Linked DNA regions of Mus musculus: regions 1 and 3 are each linked to region 2. The links are chromatin contacts, called in public HiChIP or PLAC-seq and promoter capture Hi-C maps. All regions are on one chromosome and are shown on one strand. Each heading gives the region's core, a stretch centred on a gene start, on an enhancer-like site or on the middle of the called end of the contact. The rest is flanking DNA. Distances are from core to core; before and after follow the strand shown.

What was found. Promoter capture Hi-C pulls out the DNA fragments that hold promoters and counts their contacts. HiChIP or PLAC-seq counts read pairs in DNA pulled down with a chosen protein or histone mark.
Region 1: a contact with region 2 is called in an HNF4G HiChIP or PLAC-seq map of pancreatic cancer cells. The contact joins the enhancer-like site here to the promoter of Cerk in region 2. A contact is called at or near these places in 3 of 39 promoter capture datasets (the C10 cell line, macrophages and pre-B cells), 3 of 484 Hi-C or Micro-C datasets (liver, muscle stem cells and uterus), 2 of 115 datasets of contacts at active chromatin or transcription factors (effector CD8 T cells and pancreatic cancer cells) and 3 of 9 other capture datasets (adipose tissue, liver and pancreatic islet).
Region 3: a contact with region 2 is called in a promoter capture Hi-C map of pre-B cells. The contact joins the enhancer-like site here to the promoter of Cerk in region 2. A contact is called at or near these places in 2 of 39 promoter capture datasets (the C10 cell line and pre-B cells), 1 of 484 Hi-C or Micro-C datasets (embryonic stem cells), 1 of 115 datasets of contacts at active chromatin or transcription factors (effector CD8 T cells) and 2 of 9 other capture datasets (adipose tissue and liver).

The regions. Positions count from the first base shown.
Region 1 is chr15:86,082,408-86,085,107 of GRCm38.p6, forward strand. All of the region lies in intron 1 of Gramd4 (GRAM domain containing 4), which reads left to right. Among named protein-coding and RNA genes, the nearest start is that of Gm15722, 7.6 kb to the right of the region's middle. Within about 2 kb of position 1,349, at least 58 of the 459 cell types and tissues checked have an H3K27ac peak or open chromatin away from gene starts, as enhancers often do. A contact at or near this core is called in muscle stem cells and pancreatic cancer cells, where this site is marked.
Region 2 is chr15:86,184,797-86,187,496 of GRCm38.p6, forward strand. It overlaps Cerk (ceramide kinase), which reads right to left and starts at 1,345. Exons shown (of 13, transcript NM_145475.4): 1 at 711-1,345. The coding sequence starts at 852. It overlaps Gm15569 (predicted gene 15569), which reads left to right and starts at 932. Exons shown (of 3, transcript NR_155352.1): 1 at 932-988; 2 at 1,410-1,445; 3 at 1,856-2,400.
Region 3 is chr15:86,109,181-86,111,880 of GRCm38.p6, forward strand. All of the region lies in intron 3 of Gramd4 (GRAM domain containing 4), which reads left to right. Among named protein-coding and RNA genes, the nearest start is that of Gm15722, 19 kb to the left of the region's middle. Within about 2 kb of position 1,326, at least 61 of the 459 cell types and tissues checked have an H3K27ac peak or open chromatin away from gene starts, as enhancers often do. A contact at or near this core is called in pre-B cells, where this site is marked.

The sequences.
Region 1 (2,700 bases), core at 99-2,598, 100 kb before region 2:
GAGCCCTAGTGCTGGTCATGGGGCTGAGGTTCTTGCCGGCCTGTCCAACCATTTAATGGGTCAGTAACTCCCAGGACTCTTGTGGGAGTTCTTTCTCTTCACAGATGCATTGATCTAGGATGGAAGGTATGTATAGCTACCTGTTTCCGCTGGGTTTTGTAAATGCTTGTTGGCACACAACCATGCCTGTTGGCATTGTGTCAGGCAGTTGGACAGGGACTAGATGGCCCCCATCCCACGTGGCCAACGGGCTTCCCGTAGCACCATCTGCGGAGCCCTGTCCCCGCAGCAGGCTGCATGCTTTCAGATCAAGGATGGTGCCACATTGTGCTTTCTGGAATGTGGGCCGGGGCCATGGCAGGGAGACAGGTTGTATCCGGGAACTGCAGAGGGCTTCTCCTTGCCAATGTCCCATGGGTTCCATGCGTCCTGGCTGCTCTGAGGATGGCTGGAGCTGGGGAAAGGGTGCTTTGCCAGTGAGGAGTTCTTGCGTGGGTTTCTCGTTGCTGAGCAGTCACTTATGTAATAGAGGGTTTTGCTCAGTTACCTGCTGGAATACAGGGTTTTCCCTGCAAGCTTCGTTTTCTTAAATGAAGCTGTGTGTGGCTACTCTGTTAGATTCCCCACTCAGTCTCAAAGGCAGAGGGTCCTGCGGGCTAAATTACACTGTGAAGGACGGCTGGGCTCGGAGCTCTGGAGTATGTTGGAATCAATGTGTATTGCTGCTGTCTTACCTCTTACCCTGCCTGCCTTCCCAGGCCTCATTTTCCCCCAACTATCAGTCAGATCAGCAGTAGCAACCCTCAGTGGTGACCGGAACTAAGGGAGACCTGGTATGTGTTGCGGGTAGGATGGGGATGGGTGGTTGCAGAGCTTGTTCCATTTCTCATCGATTAAGAAAGGGGCCAACAAATGAGGTGGTGGCCTGCTGGCTTGAGGATAGAAGTCCTGGAGTGACTCTGCTTGTCAACAACATTCCAACCGTGACTGCTTTGCTGACATTGCCAGTGAGGGTTGTGGTCACCGCAGGTCCGAGGAAGGAGGTTCTCTCTGTTTCAGGAACTGTAGGGGCCTGGGGGAGGTGCTGGGATCTCTAAGTGTGCTGTAGTCATGGTGCATCTGTCTGGGGTTCTGTGGAGTGAGCCTGGACAGAGGCCAGGTCACCTGGAGATGGCCTTCATGTGGGCAGGGATTGAATATATTCGAGGCAGCCAGGACTGGTTGGCTCTAGGAACTCACTTCAGCCTTAAACCTGAAGAGCTACTGAGGGACCCGGTGACAGAGTGCAGAGGGTTTCCTGCAGGAGGGGACAAAGACCTTGGTGGCTTGTGGCTGGCTGGAGAAGCTTTGCTTCCTTAAAATGGCCCCCTGCTCCCTGCCCTCAAACACAGTTATACTTTGAGTGTCAGAATCCCTCTGTCCTGATGCCTGGTCTGTGTCTCCTCCCCTCCCCCCTACCAAGGCTGCTCGGAAGCTCCTGGAGACACTTAGTATAGTCTCAGAACCACCTCTTCTCTCTTCCATCCCCTGCTAGATGGGAGGGCCACCGTAGTGCCCAGTGGCTTTGTGACGGAGATTTACGGGGGGAGCTAAAGATACTTGTGTCTCCTCCTGGAAAGTAGATCTTTGTCTTTGCTACTTACTGTCCCTACTGGTGCTGGGGTCCTTCTGGTGCTGGGTCAGGTCACCCTCTACAGCCATGTAAGTTAGGGACTCACTATATCTTCTAGCAGAAGAACCGAGGGCATGGGGAAGTCGTGTGACTGAAATCACACAGCCAAGGTTGCGGGCTTCAGGCTGTCCCTGCCACCTCACCACATGGCTGGGGCCAATCCAGTAGAAGGTGATCAAACCTAGCTTCTGTTTGCCCACTGCTAGGGGATTTGCAGACGTGGCCCTGTCCCTACATTGGTACTGGAGGCACAGGATGGTAAGATTCATCCCTGATCCTCAAGAAGCAGCATAAGCATAATTCTGTCTTAGCCACTTTTTATTTTCTGTGACAAACGCCATGATCAAAGGAACTCATGAAAGAAAACATTGTATTTGGAGCTCCTGGTTTTAGAGGGTTGGTTCATGAGCATCATGGTGGGGGAACATGGCAGCTGGCAGGCAGGATGGCCTTGAAGCAGGAGCTGAGAGCGTACGTCTTGATCCTAGGTAGTGAGAGCTAACTGTGAATAGTGTGCTTGTGTGTGTGTGTGTTGTTTTGTTTTAGGTGTTTTGTTTTTTTTGAGACAGGGTCTCACTATGTAGCTCTGTCTGTCCTGGAACTCAGTATGTAAACCAGGCTGGCTTCGAACTCACAGAGATCCCAAGTGCTGGGATAAAAGGCATGCACCACCACCTCTACATGTTACGGGCTTTTGAAATCTCAACCCCTGCCCACAGTGACGCATCTCCTACAACACAGCCAGCTTAACATTCAGGGCCCCCAGTTGCCCAGGTTACAGGACCATGGTGTGGACCTAGGGTGCAGGAGGTGGCTCCCAGGTGCCCCTAGAGCTTTGGCAGACCTGGACACTCTCAGGTCTGAGCCAACATCCCAGACCTGGTACTGCAGAGACAGTGGCCAGAGGGGAGCGTACAGACAGGATTTTTGGTAATACCTTAGGCCCTGGGGATGCTTATTGGTCTAGGGAGATGGGTTGGTTGGTAGCTTTGTATGTGTGTGTGTGTGTGTGTGTGTGTGTGTGTGTG
Region 2 (2,700 bases), core at 95-2,594:
TCCGCCAATCCGTCGGCCACCAGACAACCTGCAGCAAAGCACCGGGGAGAGTGGCTCTAGTGTCCTTGCACCATTCCCAGTCACTGCGGGTGGGTTGCGTTTTTTCCCCATGCTGGCCTAAGCTACTCCTCTTTCAACCCTGAGGGCGGCTGAGCAGGGTGTACACTCCATCGGAAAGTCAAAGGCCCTTGCTCAACTGCCTAATCGCAGGAAGTCCCTGCCAGGGCCCCTCTGGGCTTCTCCCATAGAGAAACATGTGTATGTACTTGGGTTCACTGTATTGGACGAAGAATATGACCAGAAACCAGTCCTGTCCAGGTGTGCCAGCGCCATCCCGACGGCAGCACCAGCAACAGACCTCCCCCAGGGTCCCGCGGATGCTCCGGGATGGGGGGTGGGGGGCTGTGGACGTCCGCTCTTCCCCTCCCCCTCCAGCACCTCCAGAGGCTTTGTCATCCCAGTTCCAGGAGTATCTGGGCTCTCAGCACCCAGACGGTTCCCCGCCAGAGGCCGCGGAGTACTTAGACCGCCCGGCACCCGGGCTCTGCGTCTCGGATTCCCCGCGCCTCGGTATCCCGGGCGCCTCTCCCCGTGCCCCAGGTCTCCTCCCTCCGAGTTCCGCCCCATCCCAGCCTGCCCGGAGCGCTCGGGCTACGCAGGCCGGGGTGGATGCAGCGCCGGCCCCACCAGCCCGGGATGGCCACACTTACCGGCACCCGGCGCGGAGGGCCCGGGCTCCGGGCTCCGCCACCAGCGTAGCAGAGCCCGCGCGGGCTCCAGGCTGACGGCACAGCGTCGCCGTTTCACCCACAGCACGGAGTGCAGCGGCTCCGCCGCCCCCATTGCCCCCATCGCCGCCGGCGCGGCCTCGTCCGCCGGGCGCGGGGCGCGCGGACACCGGGGGGGGCGCGGGACCGTTAGCGGCCCCTGCAGTCTGCCCGGCGGTGACGCGGGGAGGCGGGAGCGGGAGGCGGCGCTGCGTCACCCGGTACGCAGAGAGGGTGGCGGGGACCCGGGAGGAGGCGACCAGGGTGAGGACAGGAGAAGCTAGACTTGGGGCCAGAGAAGAATCAGAAACAGAGGAGTCTAGGGAGCCTAGGATGAGGAGCAGAAAAGGCCTAGGAAGGAACGGGAGGGAGGGGTCAGAGGAGGGGACTGAGGGACCTGGCTGTGGGGAGGGCGGTCGGAGCGGCCGGGTGCCCTGAAAGACACTAGTCTGTCGCTCTGGCTGCCCCTGGGTCCTGCTGGGTCTGCACGAGCGACGGGGTAGGGAGGGCTGCAAAGGGACGGGCGGAGTCCCAGCAGCGCAGAAATGTTGCCCGGGCGGTCCTGGGCAGGCGATAGGAGGCCGTGGAACTGCTGGTGTGCGCCCAGGAGCGATTTGACCTTGGGCATCCGTCTCTTTTTAGGTCTTGGTCTCCTGGCGGCTAGCAAGAGTCCTGCAGGTTAGTCCCAGTAGGCAAAGGAAGGCTAGGATGGAGAGGACAGGGGTTACCTTCCAGGGGAGTGGAAGCTTCATGTGTGGATGGTTGTGGGTCTACAGCCACCAGAGAGACGGGAGAAGGCGTCTTCTTATCAGTCACCTGACTGTACCCTCCCAAACAGGCCTAGGGAACCGGAGTTGCTGCTCTTGATGCAGCTTAACATGGGACAAGCTGAACATATCCACCTCAGGGAGGTCTTCCTGGACTCCGTCTCCCCCAGCCAAAGCATCCCAAGACACAGCAGGGCAAAATTCAGCACTGCACTCATTGCATATCTACCCATCTTTGTGAAAATTCCATGGGCATGTGGGCTTGTCCCTTACTGGGTCTCCAGTGTCTAAAATGGTCTCTGTGCATAATGTGTTACTCAGATATTGGTTGCGTGATAGCATCTGTTCACATCTGACCAAGGAAGAGTCTCCTCGGAGATGCTAACTGGTCCAAGAGTGCAGGGCTCTGTGGTGTGACAGAGCTAAGCCTCACAGCGGAGTCAGCTTTCAAGAAGACAGGAGAGCCTTCTGCCCTCCCCCTCAGCTCTCCTGCTGTTGCAGACTGGGGTGGAGCTGGCCAAGTCTACCTTGCCTGTGCCTGGTACCAGAGGGCTAAGGTACAGGTCTGATCCTGTCGGTGCCCTGTGTCCATCTGCAGGGCAGGGACAACCATGAATCACTTGCTTCCTGGAAGCCCAGCCCAATGGTAGGCTCCCTGACAGCCCTGGAGTGTTGGTTAGGCCCAGGCAGAATCCTAGCCCCACCCTGGAGCAAGCTGGACCTGACCTAGCTCAGTTGTTAGTTGAAGCAATGGCTGTCCCAGCTCTTTCCTTTCACGGCTATCGGGATGAGGCTTGGGGAATGTGGACATGAAACTTCTTCAGAAACCTCTTGCCATTGCTGATGATGCTGCCTCTGTTACTGGTGAGGGGTTGTGTCGGGCAAGGGCAGCAGGGGCTATTATTATTATTAATTATTATTATTACTATTATTATTATTATTATTTTGAGACAGGGTTTCTCTGGGTAGTCCTGATTGTCCTGGAGCTCACTCTATAGACTCTCAAACTTAAAGATCCACCTCCCTCTGCCTCCCAAGAGCTGAGATTAAAGGTATGAGCCACCACGCCTGGAAATTAATGCAGTGTTTATATGTAAGTGTTTAATACCAAGAGGACTGGACTCCACCTTAGTCCTAGAGGAGTTCCATCCAGGAAGACACAGCCA
Region 3 (2,700 bases), core at 76-2,575, 76 kb before region 2:
CCCTTCCTTCCTTCCTTCCTTCCTTCCTTCCTTCCTTCCTTCCTTCCTTCCTGTCTGTCTATCTATTTGCACACAAATCTCAGGACACCGCCCTCATCCCATAACTGACTTCCTAAACCCAGAATACCAAGCCCAAGCCGCAGCCTGTCATATTAGAATGCTGAACGTCCAGAACTTGGCCGCCCGCTACCTGATTGTGAGGAGCATTCAGCCTGGTGTTGACAGTTCATCATGCTGTAAATGTCACTTCTGTGCAGAGCAGTGGATAACATGGCGATAAGTGAGCCCTAGGAGAGCACACACAGGCTGTGGGGGGACATGGAGGGGACAGCACCCTTTGAGTGGAGTGGCCAGGGAGGAGCATCACACCGTGCCCTTCCCTAGGGATGAAGGTGAACAGATACCCTGAACTCAGTACACTGGGGAGAGCAAGGCATTGTCTTTTAGAAAGATCCTTAAGGATAACAGGAAGGGAAACTGGCCTGGTAAAAACCTGTTCAGGTGCCCAGTTGTGCAGCCCAGCCTGGCCGGGGACAGCTTTCTTTTCCCCTCCCGGTGGCTTCTGTGTGTGTATGTGCTCTAGCTGGGTGGGGAGAAATTTTATTTAAAGCTTATCATTTGATTCTGCCCCCCTCCCCCTCTGGCTAGGCCTGTTGCATCTTGTGCCAAAGGGATTCCTGCTTGAGAGATCTGCTTTTACAAATTTAAAAATAGCTTTGAAGTTGTTTTCTTTCCCTGTGGGCCGGGAGCCATGGAGGCTGCGCTGCCTGGGCAGACCATGCCTGTGGGCTGAATTATCTCCTCTGCGCCCCCTGAATCATCGTACTGAGGAGGGAGGAATGGGTGTCTTGGGGATCGAGGGTCCATGAATTACCTGCCCTTCACCTTCCAGAACCTTGGAGAAGCTAAAGCCTGGAGCAGGTGGGTGAGCAGGTGGCCTAACTGTACCAGTCTCCCACAGCTTCTGCCATGTGTGTTCTGTGAGGAATCCTTTGCTGTACCAGGTCCCTCTGGCTTCAGGGGCTCCCGCTCTCGAGTTCCTTTTGCCTCTTTGCTTTGGAGCTATCTGGCAGTCTCCAAATGGGGTTTGGGTATAAGGACCAGAATCTCTTTCTTCTTAAGGTGCCCCAAGGTCACTCTCATAGGTGACCTAGTATTCTCAGACCTATGCAGATGTAAGGTATACCTAGACACAGAAATATCCCCCCTGGCTTTCTCTCCACCACATTCATTTTGCTGCCTCAACAGCTCCTTTGTGGGTAGGGAGGGGGTAGACCTTGTCCCTCGGGGACTGTCTTGGCTCCCTCTGGTGCTGCTGTGCACCTGAGTCATCTCACTTATCTTCCTCGTAGTTGGTTTGCTGGTCTGCTTAAATGAATAATAACACAGTGACAACATGGGTGTCGTGTGAGCAGCAGCCTTGAATGGAGCTTCTAAATTGTGATATCGAACTTTTCTTTCGAGGTACACCCTGGAGACTTAGTTTCGGGGACCAACTCATCTTCAGTGGACATCCCCACCCCTCTGGCCTTCTACAGGGGCTCTGTGGCCATCCCTGCTGTGTAACCAGGCCAGCTGAGTGCCTAGAGTCAGTTATGGCTGGCACTGGGCCTTGTAAAAACCCTGGCTTAGGAGCTGTGCCACACCATTAGTGGCATGTGATACATAGCTTCATAGCTCTGCAGTATTGGCTCTGTGGTCTAACGGGCTAGGCTAGGGCTTTTGCCTAAATCCTCACTTGTAACTTAGACACACACAGGCCCCAGATGGCCTCCTCGCTTGACTGAGCCTGTAAGAAACCCCGTGTGGAAACAGGGCTCTGAGCTTGTATCTGTCTCTGTCCTCAGACTGAGGGCACAGGAGAGCAGGTGTCTTTCTGCTGCGCAGCTAAGGCTTGTGTGAGCATATTATAGGATGGCACACCTGTTGCCTCTGGCAATGGACTGTTCATTGGTTCCTTTTTCAAAAAACTACTGGGTTTTGAGGAAGTCTATGTAAGCATTCATTGCTTGGGCTGCCTCAGTGGGTTGATGGGGAGTCCTGCTTCTGTGTTGGGGGACATAATTGGAGGTGATAAGAGAGTGAAGTGGGAGGGGAGAACCCTACCAGCTGAGGTGGGGGTGGGGTCTCTGTACCCAGGAAGGCCAATATGCCCATCAGAGGAGGGCTTCTTGTTTTGTGATGCTCATGGGAGCCGTGAGGCTAGAAAGTCCTCTGTGGGCCTCTGTCTGGGGGAGGGGGCTCCTTTACCTTGTCTGTTATTATTATCTCAGGGGAAAACATGGTAGGTAGAATCTCAATTTCCCCAAGAATGTTTATCCCCTTAATCCCTGGAACCTATGCATGTGACCATTCCTTGGCAGATGTGACAGAGTTGTCAGCCTGAGGTGAGAAGATCCAAGATTATCTATGGGTGCAAAGCAATCTCAAGGAGGAGGCTGGTGGGTCAGATGGAGGAGGCTGGTGGGTCAGATGGAGTTGGGAAGGATGGAGGTAGGTCAGCATGTAGTTATTGTTCTTTGGGAGTCACCAGCCAAGCAAAGCATGTTCCTCTAGATGCTGGAAAGGATGCTGTATACCCAGTCTTCCCACCAGCCTCCAAATAAAACTGGCCCATTAACACATCTATTCTGTCAAGCCCAGAACACCTGTTTGATCTCTGGACCTTTTAAAACCATAAGATAGTGTCTTAGTTAGGGT